Linked DNA regions of Triticum aestivum: region 2 is linked to region 1. The links are chromatin contacts, called in public Hi-C maps. All regions are on one chromosome and are shown on one strand. The core of a region is the stretch at or near the end of the contact, and the rest is flanking DNA. Distances in the headings are between cores, read along the strand shown.

Evidence for each region. Hi-C and Micro-C count contacts between places; a contact is called where the count stands out from the background.
Region 2: a contact with region 1 is called in a Hi-C map of leaf, with 3 times the contacts expected there. The contact joins the promoter of LOC123080312 here to the enhancer-like site in region 1. A contact is called at or near these places in 2 of 5 Hi-C or Micro-C datasets (both in leaf) and 1 of 1 datasets of contacts at active chromatin or transcription factors (leaf).

Annotation. Positions count from the first base shown.
Region 1 is chr3D:538,306,672-538,313,266 of IWGSC CS RefSeq v2.1, forward strand. No RefSeq gene overlaps it. Among protein-coding and RNA genes, the nearest start is that of LOC123080312, 85 kb to the right of the region's middle. Within about 2 kb of position 3,605, at least 6 of the 8 cell types and tissues checked have an H3K27ac peak or open chromatin away from gene starts, as enhancers often do. A contact at or near this core is called in leaf, where this site is marked.
Region 2 is chr3D:538,392,475-538,399,069 of IWGSC CS RefSeq v2.1, forward strand. LOC123080312 (F-box protein At1g67340) reads right to left here and starts at 2,469. Exons shown (of 3, transcript XM_044503222.1): 1 at 2,089-2,469; 2 at 1,811-1,973; 3 at 644-1,695. The coding sequence starts at 2,330. The coding sequence ends at 946.

The DNA of each region.
Region 1 (6,595 bases), core at 2,355-4,854:
CATACCAATTATGTTCTAGCTCTCTAGCAAATTTCTTTCCTACATATAAAGGTTGGAGTTGGCGGTGAGTTCATATGTGGAACCAACAATCTTCATCACTAAAAAATACACCCTTATCCACATGTGTGACCAACATCCTTCATCAATAAAAAAAATACACCCTTACCCACTTGTGGGGCTAGCAACCTTCCAAGATACTACTACTTTCATGCTGGAGTACATAAATAGACAAATGTGCTTTACTTACATGTCAACCTAAAACAAATAAACAAGTATACTACTACTTTCATGTGAGACCAACACTTGTAGAATGAACAAATAAAAATTGTAAAAATGTGACTCCAGCTCAAAATTATGCTCTTAAGCAGTTCGTAGCAACGCACGAGCATTGTTCTAGTAAAGGAAAGAACAAAGAGTTTTTGGTGTTTACCTCCCTAGGGCCCAAGGATCTTCTGCTAGGATCCTAGGCACTGGGGAGGCCCCTAGGGCTGGGCCTTGAATCCTGGGTCTTCTCCTGATGTGAAAGTTTCGGAACTATTTTTGTATTATTTTTTGTTAGAATTTTTTGGGGGATTTCCTAAAATTGCAAAAACAACAAAAAAAACAGGATCTGACAATGGGCACTTGATAAATATTTTAGCCAAATAAAAGTTGATAAAAAGCATCCCAAAATGTATGTAATTGACAACAATATAGCATGAATCATGCAAAAAGAATTATAGATACATTTGAGACCGTATCACGTCCTCCCCAAGTTCAGTTGACTCGGGCTCGGGATCCTCACACTGTGGCATTTCTAACAATTCTTCTATTGCATGAATTTGCTCAGTTTGACCACATTTGTGCTGAGGGTCCCATTTTTCTCAACAAGTAAAACATAATCCATAAGCTCATCTATGAGCCTTCAGCACTTTGTTCCCTTGCCCAGCTTGAGATCTAACTAATTCAGTTGTATGTTGATCAGCCGTAAAGTTGGGCTGATTTGGACGAGCTTTAGACTGTTCATGGAAGGGGTAAAAGCATCCATGAGTGATGATTTGCCATAAGCGGAATCACTCATATCTGAATGTGGTCGTTCAATACTCCGACAGTCTTCGAGTACTTCTTCCAGCAAAAGAGCCAGAGAGGCAGCGGTATCCAAATCATGTGGTCTTTGTATATGTACATCACTGTGAATAGGAGTTTTCAACCCATCGATGAAGGTGGTAGTAAAAATTTCAGGAACTATGCTGGGACTGTGAGCTAACATCTGGTGGATCAAATCAAAGTATTAAAAGTTTCTATATACACTTGCACACTACAACCTGCCTGACATGGGGTAGGCATCAGATCGGTGCCTGGAACTGCAGCTTCCCAAAATTCTTCCCGTTCCATTTTATCTGCTTTATATTATACGGATGGCAACCACATTTTGGCCTGGCCTGTAAAATACATCGTCGTATAGTCCTTCGAAGAGGCTTGTGGCGTGTGACATAGCTGAATATACATGTCACAACATTTGTTCCACCTTTCCCGCAAAAAAAATAGAAAAAACATTTCTTCCACCATTTAGGTTTATCTGCACCGAAAATAGGAAATTCAGGCCCATCGAAACCAGTGCGTTATTATCACGCCGTTTCTCCCATCGCTTTTGCATCTGGGGCGTTTTTTTTTTCTTTTTGAAACGGATATCTGGGGCGTTAGAGTACCCATCCACGATTAGAAATAGTTATTTCTCGGTTAGAGTAGCAAAACCTTTATCCTTTGTTGTCGTCTGTTCCAAACTGTTCACGATGAGACTTGCAAAAAAAAAACTGTTCACGATGAGAATCCGCTCGTCGTGCACCCCACCCCATTTGGGTCCTTGATGGGCCGGTGGTCCAGCTCACAGAGCGCATACCCAGCCCGGGGCCACACGTGAGAACGAGGGTGGCCGAGCTGATGACTTGCGAGAGCAGCTCAAGCTTGATCCACACGTATGCACGTGCGACGACGACAACCAGACCGCAGACCGCGGGGCTCTCTCTCGCCACCACTGGTCGCAGCACTTCATTCAACCCCACTTGCCGTAGAGAAATGGAGAAGGACCCATCGAGATCCATGGTGGTGGTGATGGTGGTGGTGCGATGTACGCCGTGGCTTTTTCTCCGACGCGCCGCCGTTGTTGCCTTATCCCCACCGGTAGCTTTTTATTTTACCACGGTTGCTTGCTCCTTTATCCTCAATGGCCATTGTGTTCGTGTTGTGTGACGTTGGAATCGAATCTCGGCCATGTTTTTTCCTCGGCCGATCCTTTCGCCGCTCCCTCAAGCCTCCGTCTTTTCACCCGTCGTCCTCTTTTCACAAGCCTTTTCTTTATGCTGTGGTGAGAAAGGTAATAAGGATGTGAATGGAACGGTGGGCGTATGTGTATCGGGAATTCGGGAGACGACGCTTTCACCTCCTCCTCTTTTATTCCAAGACTTGGATTGGATTCCTTGTACTCCTCCCACTAGCATCTGCATGTCCCTTTTACCTGTCCCCCTCCGTCGTTCTTTCCCTCGGAAAATCTACCCCGTATCTTCCTCTAATGGAAGCGTGGCGTTAATTATCATTATAGTAGTATTATTCTTGCAGGAAGCGTGGCATTAACTACTCAAGATTCAGTGACGCTAAGCGTGTTGTCCTACTCCACTAACAAAACTTGCACATCACCTTGTGCTGGAATGGGATGCAATGCGCCCATGCCCATAATGTCATCATTTGCCACGGTACTGCGGGGAGAACAGCCGCACTTGACCATAATGATCACTGTCAAATGGAGTATAGTATTGCTACTACTACACTCGTTGCTACTGGCACTGTGTGTGCCGGCCGCCCTCTTTTGACCCGGTTCACGAAGAGGTCAGTGCTCGACTTACCCGCGACGCAAAGGCAGATTAACAAACTTGTCAAGGTGCGAACGCACGCACTTTGCTCGCTAATGGGAAAAGGTAAAGCTAACATTAATCACTAGTGGTAGCTAGTACCATCATCATCCTCCCCCTTGACGCTGGAGCAGTGGGGGAACGACCGGAAAAGCAGAGTTCTCGCGCGCGCCGCAGCTTCGCCCGGTGGTGGTGGCGTGGACTCCGGCGAAAGGTAAACGAGAAAGACGATGGATGGAGCACATGGCCGCGCCTTTTGGCGTCGCTAGGCCAGCTGCCCGTGCTCAGGCGCCTTCTTTTCCGACTGCGACTCCGTGGAGAGATTTCTTTTCTTGAGGTCGTGTCGTGTTCAGGGGAAGATTCACGGTGGCCGGTGATTCGGACGCAGCGTGTTGCGCCGCGCTCCGACGCATTTTCTTCAGGCTGTGGGTGAAGAACGGCGGGTAAATTCATTTATGATGGCGGGTGATCTGGACGCGACACACGCCGGCCTAGTACGTGCTGGCTGAGCTCCGACCTCGCACGGCCTCGCGGCCGCCGTGCGTGTCACGCTCCGGCCGGGGCACGGCGCACGAATTTAATCTCCGAGGTGACCAGCTTGGATCTCTGAAATCCTGGCGCTCCTTGGTCGTTTCCCAAGAGATACAGTAGAGTACGGGACTAGGTGAGCCGTATGTGCGTATGGGCGCGGCATACTAGCAGTGAATGCGGCAGCCAGTCGCGATCACCCACACCAGCACGGACAGAACGGAATACAGTACCGCGACGGACGATACAGTGGCTTGGGGCCCCGTACGGAGACATGATCCCCGGGAGACGGTACCGTCGAGTACGCGTCCATACCTCCAGCGCTTCACCCACTGCTCATACTGATTGACAAGCAAGCCAAGCCATGATCTGTGGATCGGTCAGATGCAGGGTACAGAGCCATGGCTCGCTTTCAAAGTTCAAAGTTCAAACTTCAAACACAGCAGCGCGCCATGCGCGGCCGGGCATCGTTGTCACGGCCCAGATCGCGCTCATCAATGCCCCCCGTCGGTCGTTCAACGCCATGGCCATGACGATCGTGCTGCACAGCAAATAAACTCCGCAATAATGCGCCGTGTCGGCCCCGGAGCCGGACCGGGCACGCACGCCGCAGCGTCTGCATCTGCATATGCATCCGGCTGACTCGGAGAAAACGATAGGGGCCGCGGCCTGGCTGCCGACACCTCCGGCCATGGCCACCGCACCGCATCGGATTCCCGATCGGGCTCGCCAAAAACCGTGGCGGAGGCCGGTCGATCGGCCCACATCATCCCACCCGCACTCGGCCGCGGGCTTTCCGCCGGCGGGAACCTGCAGCTGCAGCTGCAGCACAGGAATCGGGGGAGAAAGAGGAAAGGAAAAGGAGGGGTCGATCAAAAGGAGAGAAAGGCCCGGGGAGCATGAGCATGAGAATGAGCATAGCTTCTTTTCAGCTTTATTCCGGCGCACGCACTCATCTTCTTGGTGTTCCTTTTGCAAAACACTCACAGCTTTTTGTAAAGAATGTACTCCGCCATTCGCGAAAGAATCATGATCAAAGCTTAAACTCTGCCGCTGCGTGGAATGCAGAAAATTCCTCAAAGGTTTGGTATGATTTCTGCTTCCGGGGGAGAACCGGAACGTGAGAACGTCTCCAATGGTACCACCAACTGTTGCAACTTGTAGTGGCAACACACGTAGTACTACTTAATTACAGAGATATTCCACGGGGATCAGTATGATTTGTGCTTCCGGGGAGAAGCAGAACGTGAGAGCGTCTCGAATGGTGCCACCAACTGTTGCAGATTCTGGCGGCAACAGAAGCACTTAATTAGCTGATATAGATCGAAGCAGAGCCATAATCATCGGATCCACCACGCACGCACGGACTGGCGACCCTACTACACCCACGACCACGAGGGTACCACTACTCTTGGTCAAACGTCTGAACATGCCTTCAACCGTCTCCATTTCCTGCTCCGTACCTCACTCACTTTCCTTCGCTCTTTTCCTGAATAACTGGTGCCTCACCACTGCCGCCAATGTTCTAGAGATAACACCCGGCCGCCTTAGTGCAACTCCAAGCTCGGGTCATCAAATCTGTCTCAAATGTCATCTCTCCGAAGCGCTTGTGCCCCACTCAATATCAGTCATAGCCCACTGTCTTCGCTAACTATGGTTGGATGACTGGCGCCCCGCTTACTGTTTGAGGACATGTTGGAAAGTGTCCGCAAACATTTGGTATTGTCTGTTTGGTAATCCCTGTTGGAGTTGACATTACACCTCTTGCTTGGAGCATCGAAATTCAATAACACACTTCGCCATCAAATCAAAGAGTGGTTTGATGTACCCATACATCTACAAACTGGTACTCACCTACACTGATGTACCAAATCTTAGTATCAAACCAAGCGTACAAGCAGTTGTACTTGATCACAAATCTTGGACACAAGCTCGATATTATGGATGCAGGCATTTGAGTCCATGTCAGGAGAGATGCCCTCAAAATCCTCACTTATTATCACCTTCTTATGGAAAGGCCAGAACTTATGCGGTTTAAAGAGGGTTGTGGTTTTCCATCTCATTGCAAAACCCAAAACCTGCCCGAAATTTTTGGGGCCCAAAACTTTCGGAGTTCACAGTTTAGGGAAACGTATAAAAAACAAAAAAATCGTAATACGAACCAAATCCTAGGAACACTATGAAGATAAATATGAGATTAGATTAGATCGTTACCAACTAGAGTGCATCGGAAGGTGTGTTGGTGTAGATCAATTGGTGCATATTCCCACAGCTAGGATTAATCCTCCCAACCGTGAGAATTTCCCTCGAACGGAAGATCGAACACACGGCCGCTTTGTTTTATCCACGCGTAAAAATTCAACGATTTGACAGGGCTTTGTCGTCTAGAGCTAAGCGGTGTCGGAGTAGAAGAATGGAGGAGCAACAACCTCATAGCACGGAGGTATTTTGCGTGCGGTAGAGAGAGAAGGAGGGCGCAACCGCTCGCACAGAAAAGTTGTGTCCCAAGGGGTTGCCCCTCCCCTCTATTTCTATAGGCCAGGGAAGGTGGCCACTTGGAGAGGGGGGCTGCCCCCCAAGGGGTATGCCACCATCTAGGGTTGGTTTCCCCCTAATGGTTGCCCCTTCGTCCAACACTAGCCGCACCAAAGGGGGCCTGCCCCCAAGGACAAGGGGCACCCCAGTAATGGGCCAACTGGCCCATGTAGGGTTGCCCCACTTGGGCCATGCCAAGTGGCATCCCCATGGCACCCTCTGGAATTTTTCGGGAGGTTCTAGAAACTTCTAGATACTAGAACCTTCCTATTATTTCCGAAGGCATTCTAGAGTTACTGTCGGGGCTAGATACGGCGGATCTCAGGTAGGGGGTCTCTATCTGGTAGTCTAGGCTAGATGGTAACAAGGACATAAGGGACACGAGGTTTCCCCGATTCAAATATGAACATCAAGTCTTTTTCTAATTGGATTTTCGAATCATAGAAAAAACCAGTATGATTAGATAAGATTCTATGTAGAGCATCTACCATGGACGGGGAATAAATGTCCTCCCATTCGGGGCTAATCACTATTTGCGTCTAATTTTTTATATGTAGGGTTTTTCATGACCATTAGACCAAGTAAACTATCTATCTCCCCCATCCCCACTTGGTCAATAAAGGCATTGGACAAAAAACTCCATGTAT
Region 2 (6,595 bases), core at 1,219-3,718, 85 kb after region 1:
GGTCAACAGGTTCGGCACTCGTTCGTTCAATGATTCATACGTTCCGAATAGAATACCAGAGAAATCGAACTGTACTCTACTCTCTGCGAATTTACTCGTGTGCACGTACAGATGTACGCCGTTGCGTGCTCGAGCCATATAAAATAAAAAACGGAGTGGGCTAGTCGTAGCGATGGCATCATCATCTTGTGTGTTGTTTCCATCCATGTCCTGCCCTGCCCTGCCTAGGTAACAGAAAAGTAATAAAGGAAACAAGAACAAAAGCCGGCTGGGTGGTGTCGCTTTGGCTATGGTAGCCTACACGGATTCCACCTCCCCAAGTCCAACACCAGAGGCCAGAGGGAAGCCTCCAACTTGTCCCGTGCCTCGAGAGCTAAACCAAAGCCTACACGACGCAGCGCTGCACGGCGCGGCCACCGATTCCCCCTACTCATCCGATAAGCTACGAACGAGAGGCACGTAGCGTAGGAGCCCGTGCTGTACTACGTAGAGTGCCGGAGCACTGCTCTTCTACTCCACACCCCACAGCATCCATCCAAAACACCAAAACACAAAGCGACAGAAACAACTTCCACGCTCGAGCTCTAGAAAATGAGTTCGAAGCGGGATCCAGGGCTTTTTTACCATCTTACCAGGGGAGTAATTTAATTAATTTAAGAGGGGCTAATTTATAATAATTAATTTAAAAGAGAGAAAACAAGGTTAGAGTTCTGCTGGCCGCGGTAGAATCTCTCGCCTGCTCCTCTTCCCTAGTAGAGTAGAGTACGTACATCTGACAAGACGACACACAAACGGCCGCAAAAAGAAAGCAAAACGCCAGAAAAACGCTTCCTCATTCATCACCGTCGTTCACTCCGCTACGCCTGGTCCACGGGCCTCGCCGTGGACCCTCCAGTGCTGCTACTTGTTGCCGGACGTTGCGCCGGCGGTTGCCCCTTGGGGCGGTCACTGCTGGGGCGCGGCGGCGTTGGCGGCGGCGCCGACGAGCCAGCGGTCCATGGGCACGCACTGGGCCTTGTGGGCGCGCTTCCAGTCCAGGGCCTGGCACGCGCGGGAGCAGTAGTTGGCCGCGCCGCACACGGAGCAGCGCCGGAACTCGTGCCGCCGCGTCTCCTTGCGCCCGCACCGCATGTGGGAGCACAGCCGTAGCTCGCCCTCGCCGTCTCCGCCGGTGGCCGCCGCGTCGGTCTTCTTGGCGCACGCCTGCACGCCGCGCGACGCCCACCAGTCTGACATGAACTGGTTCGCCGTGTGGGGCTCCGCCTCCGGCAGGCTCCACCCGAAGTCGGAGAGGAGTGGGCTGCTGCTGACGCCGCCGGCGCCGCCTGCGACGGCGCTGATGGGGAGGGAGGCGAAGGGGTAGGTCGCGCTGGCCGCCGCGGCGGCGAGCGCGAGGGAGAGCTCGCGGGCGTTCGCGGCGACGAGGAGGCGGCGTCCCTCGGCGGGGTCGCGGCGCACGCCGTAGCCGTCCTGGAGGCAGTGCCCGAGCTCGCGGAGCGCGTCGACATGGCCCAGCGCAGCGGAGCGCGCGCAGAGCGCCGCCCCGGCGCGCAGGTCGCGGTCCGACTTGGCGCCCCCGCTGCCGTTGAACTGGATGACGGCCAGCGAGTAGAGCGCCGCCGGGTGCCCGCCGACAGCCGCCTTCGCGAGCAGAGCCGCGCCACCGCTCCGGCTGCCAAGGCAGTAGAACCGGATCTGCAAAAACGCACGAAGCTCGTCAGCACTTACTCCCTGAAACTCCGGCCATGCATGCATGGATGTCAAACCGAACGATCAAGTCAACAAGTTTGATGTGTTCGTCGACTCTTACCATGCCTAGAATGTAGCACGCCTCAAGATTACCGGCGTCGGCGCAGCGCTTGAGAAACCGCTGCACGGGCTCCGACCACGCCGCCGCCTTGACGGCGAGCGACGCCGGCGAGGCCTTGGCGAACACCATGTCCTGCTGGCCCAGGCCGTTGAGCCTCTTGCATCTGAAACGTCAAAGGTACAAACACGTTCAGGCAACCAAACACACGAAGCAGCAGGAGTTGCTTGGCAAGAAGCGGTTGAACCAAACACGAAGGGCGGGGCGGGGCGCGGGCGTACGTTAGGTGGACGGACAGCAGGTCGGAGGGGGAGTTCGCAGATGCGGCGAGTTTGGAGAAGATGGAGAGCACGAGGTCGTCAGGGATGCCATCCAAATAGTCCGGCCCGGAAGCCTGTCGCTTCCGGCGCCCACCGCACACTTCGCCGGCGGCGGCGGGCGTCCTCTTCCTCTTCTGCCCGGCCACGGGAGCCGCTGGCTCGACACCTCCGCAGGTATAGAGAGAGCCGCTCCTCGTCCTCATCTTATCTCTGGCCGCACGAGCCGTGGTGGCGGGCCGGTCTCCGGAGGGAGGGAGGAGGGGGGGCGGCCGCGGGACGGGGAGAAGGAGAAGCGGTGGTGGAGTGGAGAGGAGAGGAGAGGAGATAGATGTTTCGGAAAAGCGATAGCGGGAGGCGCCTCGTTTTATACACGGCAGCGCGGCGCTCCCGGGTCCGTACCGTGCCGTCGTGCGTGACCCTGCGTGAGGCGTGCGGGGCCCGGTTGTCAGCCGGGTCCTGGTTTTATCCGTCCCGCTTTTAACTTTCTATCTACTGCCAGTGCATGCCCGCCAGTGGTAGAGTATAGTCTTGATGGCGTGTGAGCAGCAGGCTGCAGGCGTAGAGGCATCAATGCTGGCCGGGCTGGGCTTTATCTTTGGAGGAAAATGAATGCCGGGCTTTCAAAAAAAGCCATCTTTGCTGCGAGAAATAAGGGCATTATTGCTCGTTCGTTCATCCATTCACGACGCCAGGCAGTTTCCATCGCCATACGTAGCGCTCCTTCATTGCGTGTGCTTTTCAGTTGGTAAATTTTTACTTGCTTCCGTGGTCAAACGGTGGCGTTACCGGGAGTCCATAATACCAGTACCGTACGCGTTCTACTTCAGGGAGGAGGGTAGAGTACGGGGAATGGGTGGAGTGTTGGACGGGGCGTGCGTTTATTGCGAACGATCGGGTCGAAGTTGAACGGAAACGTGAAGGCACTCGGGGCTGTGCAGGGCTGTGCATGCGGCGGCGTTTCTGAGCTCACGACATAAACGCTTTCGGCCCAGGCTTAGACTGTTAACTTCTGTGCTAGTGGCAGTAGAGTATGCTAACGATCAACGAGCAGTCTCGTGTGTGCTCGGCTTGATGCGACGGGGGCGGTTTGGACGCTACTCTTTGTCTCCTTTGCTGATGCAGCATCATCGGTTCCAACTTCGAACGGATCTCTCTCCTCTGTTTTGCTTTCCTTGTGGACGCAACCCTTCCTTCTTGTTCTAGTACGAGTACGACAAGGTTATGGCCGATGGAAACAGTCGCCGGAAAGGTCGATCGATCCATCCATCCACGAAAACCAGTTCATATGGGAAGAGGTGATAGCTGTTTTTCGTGCCCGGCTGGGAACCGCTGGGCTAGTTTGTCACGCCTGGCGGCACGTGATGATGATAGCCTCAAGGAAAATAAGGAAGCAAGCAAGAAAAATATGGAAGGGGAGAGCTCGTCGGTTGGGCGACGGGGCGCACGCATCGTGGACAGGACAAAGAATCCGGGGCGCCATCCCGCGCTCGGCATCTTCGGGGCGGTGACGGTGAGGCGGGCAGGTGGGCGGCAGAGGACGGAGCATTGACTGGCAGGCCCCTACCTCCGTGACCTCGTCGTCCAGGAGCGCATGGCTTGGCCGGCCGGCCGTCCGCCCGTCCGCGTCGCGTCGCCCTCGGCCGGCGGAGGCGGATGCGTTGCGGGTGGGTGCGCTGATGGCCGGTCCTCGGCCTCGGGGAGCTGACGATTCGGCGCGCGGCACCATGCGGGCGTGGTGACTGTGCGCGCGGCGATCTCCTCCATGTGTCGCGCCTCGGGTTCCCCCCGCAGCTGCGTGCCGCTCTTTGACCCCGACGCCAGCCAGCCCTTTCTTTATTGGCGCCTCCGTCGCCATGTCCGTCCTCTCCTCTGCTCTGCTGCGCTCTGCTCGGCCCCCCTCTCCCTTTCTTTATTCGCGCCTGGGAAGAGCAGGAGTACGTACTCCTCTTTACACCGCGCAGTTCATCTGCCCCGAGCACAGGCAGGAGAGCACCACGGCCGTCTGAATTCCCGGAAAAGACGATTGATTCCGATGCAGTCGCACGGGCCCGAGGAGGGCTCCATTGCTCTCTCTTTTCATCTTTCTCTCTTTTTTCCTGAAATGTGATGCATGTGTCGCCAGCGAGTTTTGGGAAAGGGGTGGATGGAGTTTGCGGGGAAGAAGCCAAGCTGCTTCACATGGCCTCCAAGGGAGATTCTTGCATGCATATGATTCAACGTTTGCTGGTGAATGATGCTGTGTCAAGTTCTTCAACTATAGATCGTACTGCTTGCTGTGCCGACCTGTTGTCCTCCGATTCGCTTCCTGGTGAATGAAATGATCTGAGATGAGTCATACAAAGCAATTGGCGTGATCGTGTAAGAGCAAGTTACATGAGAACTATACAATGGTCCTCGAAGTACATACATGGTCCCGGGTGAGATTAACACATTTTTGAGTTTCTGAACTATAGATCGTACTGGTTGCTATGCCGAACCGTTGTTATCCGATTTGCTTCCTGGTGAGTGAAATGATCTGAGATGAGTCCTACAAAGCAATTGGCGCGATTGCGTAAGAGGAGCTTCCTTACATGAGGAACTATACAATGGTCCAGGAAGTACATACATGGTCCCGAGTGAGTTAACGCATTTTCGAGTTATCAAATATTCCCACTTAAATCTTTCGAGGAAACCAGACCTCTGTCAGACAAGCCCGGTGCTACAATATGCAGAAGCTATTGGGGTAGCTTCCTTAGCTAACTAGTGATCATAGAGTGTTTGTTTTTTAGAGCAAACACTCTCCGAGAAGATACAACTTATTTCATGCCAATAGGCAAACATGGATGCTTTGATCCGTCGCCTCCTTGCTCTTATAATGTTGATCACATCATAATAGGATTATTAGGATTGGAGCATAACATGAGGAATTGTACATTGCATCGCAAGTGTCAGAGCTTTCAAGGTCTAATATAGTTGTGAAGTTCTCTTTTTTTATCCAAACACGCTTTTGTAGTTGTCATTCATCATATCATCGTTACCAACAACACTGAGATGTCATAGGGATCGCAGCGATACATCCTTGAGTCATTTCCCTTATGTGGTTCAAAGGTGGGCATGACAACGCTTGCTCAAGAAATTTAGGTGAAATGATATCAGATAAGACTGCAAGCAATATAATTAAATAGTGTAAACACATTTAGTTACACGAAAACGATGTGATGCTCCAAAAAATGTATGGTTCAAGTGTAAATGACACACATTCAAGTTCTCAAACATTCACATCATAATTTTTGAGGAAACTAGAGCTTCTTCATAGGGTATATAATCTACCAAAATAGCTCACATGGAAACTATGTAAGGATCCACAAAGTGCATGGTCCCGAGTGAGGTAACATATGTCCGAGTTATCAAATATTCTTAAATTTTAGAGAAAACTAGAGTTTTGGTTGACAGACGCAAACTTACAATTAGAGGAAGCTATTGTCATATCATACCTATCTAACATGTTCAATTTTGCTTCAATCACGAGTGTTCATTTTTTGGGAGCAAACTCTCGATTCCTCAAATATAACAACTTACTTCATGCCACCTAACAACATGGATACTTCGATCTATCGCCTCATTGATCGCATTATGTCGATCATCATAACACAGTCAAGATTGGAGCATAACATGAGGATTTATTCATTGCACTGCAAGTACAAGAGCTTATAAGGCACGACCGTTGCTCAGCTCGGGCTGCCTTGCGAAGTTCCCCCCTTTTCTATTTGAGCAAAATGTCCTTTTTCGCGGGGTATCATATCAACGTGACCACCAAACACTGAGAAGGCATAGGGATCACTACCATGCACACTTGCGTCATTTTTTCTTGGGTGGTATGTGGTTCAAGGTAGAGGTGATAAATCTTTGTTTTCTATGTTGTTTAGTAGTAACTGAAATGATCTAAGATAAGATTGTAAAAATATAATTAGCTAAATAGTGTAAAACACACTTATTTACATGGAAATGATACGGTGACCAAAAAATGTATGGTCCGAGTTTAAATGACACACATTCAAGTTCTCAAATATCTACACTATAATTTTGATGAAATTAGAGCTCTGATATCTAAGGCTTGGCCTTGATGTGAGAAGGAGTGTTGAAATATATTTATCACCTTTCTTCATCTGTTCGGACTTTGGATGAACCAATGTAAGGATATCGCTTATCGTTAGCGTCTCGGTCAGCAGGGGATTAGAGATTAATCAGAAATCGGCTATTTAATCGATTTTATCAGTCGACTATTAATCGTCCTTTTTTTGGAAAATCCAGGTTCCCAACACTAAAATATGATATATTCAACAAAAAATATATTAGACAGAAGTGTTACCTTGATTCCTAGCCGTTGAACTCTCGTATAATGACAAGTAAAATAGAACAATAGTATATGTTGCATGAACTCAATACCCTACTCCATTATCTTTGGTCACGACAAGGTTTTCGACAACGG